Linked DNA regions of Mus musculus: region 2 is linked to region 1. Evidence: chromatin contacts called from public Hi-C data. All regions are on one chromosome and are shown on one strand. Each heading gives the region's core, a stretch centred on a gene start, on an enhancer-like site or on the middle of the called end of the contact. The rest is flanking DNA. Distances are from core to core; before and after follow the strand shown. Region 1 has its middle 5.0 kb from the start of Gm12708. Region 2 has its middle 96 kb from the start of Gm32240.

Region 1 (2,700 bases), core at 100-2,599:
AACTTGTGTTTCTGTCCCTCTTGGTAGCTGTCATGTGTAACTTTATGTACCTTTTCCATAATGACTGCTTTTCAAGCCGTCCACTGTGAAGGAAGGTAGGCCTACACACACATGCACACACACATTTCCTTGGGGTCTTTTATTGTATATATCTCTGTTTGAACATAAAAAAAAATCACTCTCTCCAAACTCTTCTGTTAAAATGTATACCCCAGGAAGCTGTAATTCACTTAAACACAGGATTGTTACACCTTCCCCCAGATCCCTGTTGTCCCAGGAAGACCAGCATCACTCCATCTGGTGCTCTTTGACCCCGGCTCTGGGGATTTTTACCTTTACAGAGATTCATCCACCCACACTCAGAGCCACACCTGGGTTATATCTTGGAAAGCTTCATTCCACCCATGATGTCTCAAATAACAAGGTCCCATTCCCTGACCCTTGGTCCTATCTTTCAAAGCTCACTGGATTGGCTCTTTGACCATCTCCTGCTTTCCAGGCTCCTGCATCCATCTTCCTTTCCCTCTTAGACTTTAAGATCTCCTAGGCTTCTTAATCTTGGAGATCACCGAAGCTTCCCCCCACAGCAGTGAAAGGTGAACGTACAGCATGAGCAAGCAAGGAGCTGTATGTAAATGAGCCATTTCTGTTCATTTGTCTTTGCATCATGACCTTTCTCTTCCTGACCTAGGCACCTACCTTCCAGGGACACACAAACATGAATGAGTCTGTGTAAATATGGTTGGCCGGGTACCTGGACCAGAGTAATTGCTACTGAAACACAAGTTCTTACTCTCATCGTGAAATGATCGTAGGGGCCACACATGTTACCTTGTAATGTGTCTGAATACTTCTCTGGTGAATCGAGATTCCAAATGCTGTCTTCACCCCATCTCAGTTTCCCCAAAATTTTTTTGTCTAAATTTATCTGCAGTTTTCCTGTCTGATTAATTTTTCTTCTGGATTCAGAACCAGTTGGGTTCTGTCTCTTGACCTCAGGAATTAGAGTGCAGAAGTTGGACCAGCAAAGATTAAACATTCACTCACTTATCCACTCACTCATGCATGCCTCCCTTCTAAATAGGAAGGGATCTAAAGAACAGTGAGTTGAAGATTGAGACCGGAAGAGTCAACTAGGTCAGACCTAGTTTTCTTTTCCAAATGAATGCACCTCATCTCTTGCTATTGCTCACCTATCTAAGTATATCCAGCAACAAAGATGTGAAAGTAGGAAGGCTGGGCTGCTGCTGCTGAATCAGGCCATTTTGTCACCATCCTTGGTTATAGGGAGGAGAGTACCAGAGATGAGTCACTGGTGGCTGTCTTCTGAGGAGATAATGAAGCAAAGCCAGAGTGACTTATATTGCAGCCACAGACAGACAGACCGATAATGGCATTTCTTTCCTCCAGACAGTCTCCTCAGCGGCTGCTGATGACTAAACCTCCCCACCCACCTCATGGGTGTGGCTTGTAGGTAGCTTAGCACCCAGGGTTGATGTACGTGACATTAGGGGAAAAGTCACAGGTACTTGCAGATATGAGTCTCAGGGAATTTTCCCCTGAACCCTTTACCTGTCAGTCAGGTACATATGTCTTTTACAGGCTCAATAGCCACCCATTCCATTTTTGAGAAATTGACTTGGAGACAAAACAGGCTCCTGTTGACAGGGCTGTGAAGAGAAAAAACAGATGGACCATTCTAGGATAGTCCAGTAATCCCAGCTGATGATCTGAGGAACTTTGTGGCCCATGTCAAAGTGGCTTGCCTATTAAGTACTGTAGGTGTAGGTACAATACCCACTTGCAACCAAAGAGAGAAATCGGGTTTGCATAGAGTACTGAGATATTTGCCTTTTCACTAATATAGTTGTAAGATATAAATTTATATATTTGCCTTCCTAAGGAAAAGGAGTCTACAAAAACAAAAGTGTTGAAGGCTGTGAAACCAGAACACAGCTCTGCCTGGTCATCTCCTGGGTCTGGTCTCCCTTCTATTGAACTTAGCTCCTGACAGCTTCGACACCATTTCATCCCCAGGTCCTTGGGAATTCTTCTGGAACCATCCTTTACTTACACAGCAAGCTGCCTGCCTGTGCAGTGTAGAGCACACAGAATTCCCAGGGCTACATTCAGCATCCTAACCTTCTACCGGTTTCCACTTTGAGCTGTTCTCCGCCCCATCACGACCAGCTCTCTCTGGTCAGAAACAATGCAGCCCACATGCATTGTTCCTGGGACAGGCTGAGTGAATCTTGTGTGCCGGTGGGTCTTTGTACACCCAGGGTCACTTTGCTTCAAAGGTACCATTCCCCTTCCTGCCCACAGGCCCTCATTTACAGTGTGGCTACTTAATTGGATAGATCCCTGTACAAACTAACACTCTGAGGTCCTTGTTCAAATATCATCAGGATGGCTGAGCAGAGCATCCTACCATGTGTGTAGCTTTCTGCGCTCAGAGCCCTCTGTATGACTGCGCACATCATGAGCCTCTCAGGCTAGAAGCCAGGGTCTGGACCCACCATTCCTTTTCCCACCTCACCTCAAATATCATCTGCCTTTCTCTCCCAAACAAATGGTGGCAAGGCATGACGTGTGGTGCATCTCAGAGCCAACTCATGCTGCCATTGGTATATCTTTATTTTGCAGATGGGCAAGTTGATGCAAGCTGTCATTTGAACTGAGTTTCCGAATACATGGCTT
Region 2 (2,700 bases), core at 82-2,581, 120 kb after region 1:
TTCACCTATATGAAGATCTTCTGGGGGATAAGTCATGCCCTGCTCATCCTCTCCAGCCTCATCTTTTCTAAGACAGTAGCGCCGGAGGAGCAGTAGTACCAACTTTGGTAGAAACACACTCTCAGGCCCTGCCCAGAACCACTGATGGGGAAACCCTAGCAATTGGGTCAGAAAGCTCTACCCAGTCCTGTTGCAGCCTGAGAACTGCAGGCCTGTAAGTCTCCCACAGATCTGTCCTGAGGTGCTGAGATAGCTTTCAACACAGCTTTGTTGGATTTTTCTAGCTGCCTTTCACTCTACTGCAGAATTATCTTTTTATATCATGCAAGAGTTCTGCTTTGAAGCCTCCAGTGGCTTCCTCTTGCACGTAGAATTCAGTTCAGCTCCTCCGGTGCCCTATAAGTCCCTCCATGATCTGGTACCCGTAGCTACCCTCCATCCATTCTCAGCTTTCTGGATTGTTTTGGCTTCTTGGACCCTCATCACTCCTCCCTCAACTCAAACCATGTACTAGGGCAAGTGGACAAGTTGACCTGAACCACTTATCCAATTCTTGAGGAAAAGTGGTCAGGGGGAAAGACAAATACGCACAAGTAATCTGGTAGTTTCTAAAAATCAAGGCAATTGAAATAGCAGTGGTGAGTTTCCCTTGGGGGCCTTCCATCTGCAGTCATTACAAACTTTGTTCCTAAAGGTCAAAGGTGTGGGTTTTTCTTTTTAAACCTTTGCTCTCTAGGTTTCTCATCACCCAAACCCATGTCTCCTTTGTTGGCTTGAGATCATGTCCACCTTGTGGGGATGATAGGAGGAACAGATAGTATACAGAAAGCTCCCATAGTCCGCAGGGGACTTGTTCTAAGATGCTACAATGCCTAAAAGTACAGACAGCATGGAAGTATGGGTGTGCAAGGTTTTCCCACACAGACACACCCACAATAAGGTTCAGCTTTCAAATTAGGCCCAGTAAAAGATGAACAATTACAGATAGAACAGAACAATTATAACAGCAGGCTGCTGCCAATGTAGGAAGTGTTTCTAAGTCCTCTGTTTAGTGTTTTCAGATGGAGGCTGACTGCAGGTTCCTCAGCACCCAGGGAATAACCCCAGTGTTTGAGCCAAGGCATCGGATGGGAAGCGTGCCCCTGACAGGCCAGACTCCACAGTACCACACTCACTAACCTCTGAGGCAGCTGGAAATCTGGATACTGTGAGGAGCAGCAGTGTGAAACTAAGTACATCCTAAAAGCTCTGAAGCCTTGGGGGAAGACAGGGTTGGGCCAAAAGAGAAAGGAAAGTGCCCCTACTGCTGAGAAATCTCCCTCAGGGGGTGTCCAGCGAAAGCGAAAGTGGAACCCCTGCCAGTCAGATTTACCAGAAGGGCAGTGGGGCTTATAGAAGCCTTTCAGAAAAAGCAACAGCTGAGCAGGAAACCAGGCAGTTTCTGAGAAACCAGGAACTTCAGGCTAGAGTCTGGCAACTCTTGTTTACAAACCCCAGGACCACCTGCACCCAGATGTGTTAGCCACAGAGTGGGTCATGGTGCTCTGGGAACAGTATTCTGAAGCAAGGAAACTGGAGCAAAAGCCAGGGTCACTTCTTCAGGACCCAGGACTCCCAAATTTTGGAAAAAAACAGCATAGTTGTGGCTGCTGGGAGAGGATGGGAGACAACTGGACCTGAGTGAGTGGAGCCTTCAGTCAGTTCTCATTCAAGAATAGATCTATTTATTTACTTAATTTATACAAACCTGCTATAATAAAATGAATAATGGATGCTCACTGAGTGTCAAGTACAAGTCAGGGCAGCATGCTAACTACTTCAGCATACTCAGAGCAAGTGCCCGAGGTCCCACTCTTATTTGTACTTGCAGATTGGGAAACTGAGGCTCAGAGTGATAACCAAGTCACATCCCAGCTAATTCACAGAACTAGGACTTGTCTACTAATTGGTGCTGTGCTCATAGTCATTATGTCTAATGAGGCTCAAGTGTAATTGCCTGTGCTGAAGTCAGAGGTTGGCACAGAGAGCAGTGATCATTTATTAACCTCTAGATCTGCAGTGCCTGGGTCCCAGCCCAGCATGTGATAGCTGCTTCCTAATGTGAGCAACTCATGAGCAAAAACAGAAGACTCAAGAAACTACAGACCCAGTCTAACTTCCTGGACCCAGAGTACCAGGGAACAGAAAAAAATGTGGATGTAGAGGGCCTTGAAGGATATCCTACACCTACCTAAGGACTACAGAGAAGATTTCAGCAAGGTGAAGTTGGCAGCAGGCATCCCAATGAGGAAAGAATCTGTGGTCATATTGTCAGGAATGCTTCGAGTGTTCTCATCGATTTGACATAGCAAAGAGGGATGGAGTAAATCAATGATGATGAAGGAGAGAGAAGGAGCAACAAGATCTGGGTCTTAGGAACCTGGGGAGAGGGTACCCTTCTGAAATCACCAAGGACCACTGAAGACAGTAGAGCAGGAACATGACTGAGGGGGACTTGCCTCGAGGGGCAATTCATTGTCCTAACTATAGTGTAGTGACTTATTTGAGGAAGAAAGGGCTAGAGATGGGGGAGCCCCTTGGGAACAAGGATGAAGGTTTGAACAGGTAGAATCCATCCTCCTGGAAGAAGATGAAGACATATTGGACCTGCAGGTGCGACAAGGCCTAAACTTGTTCCCCACTTGTCTTTCAAGGCAAGTA

What was found. Hi-C and Micro-C count contacts between places; a contact is called where the count stands out from the background.
Region 2: a Hi-C map of Th1 cells shows a contact between it and region 1, with 2.2 times the contacts expected there. The contact joins two enhancer-like sites. A contact is called at or near these places in 2 of 15 datasets of contacts at CTCF or cohesin (both in the NIH/3T3 cell line), 4 of 484 Hi-C or Micro-C datasets (B cells, CD4 T cells, Th1 cells and 1 more) and 1 of 115 datasets of contacts at active chromatin or transcription factors (CD8 T cells).

What each region holds. Positions count from the first base shown.
Region 1 is chr4:95,186,927-95,189,626 of GRCm38.p6, forward strand. No RefSeq gene overlaps it. Among named protein-coding and RNA genes, the nearest start is that of Gm12708, 5.0 kb to the right of the region's middle. Within about 2 kb of position 1,350, at least 31 of the 459 cell types and tissues checked have an H3K27ac peak or open chromatin away from gene starts, as enhancers often do. A contact at or near this core is called in CD8 T cells, Th1 cells and regulatory T cells, where this site is marked.
Region 2 is chr4:95,302,185-95,304,884 of GRCm38.p6, forward strand. No RefSeq gene overlaps it. Among named protein-coding and RNA genes, the nearest start is that of Gm32240, 96 kb to the left of the region's middle. Within about 2 kb of position 1,332, at least 135 of the 459 cell types and tissues checked have an H3K27ac peak or open chromatin away from gene starts, as enhancers often do. A contact at or near this core is called in CD8 T cells, Th1 cells and regulatory T cells, where this site is marked.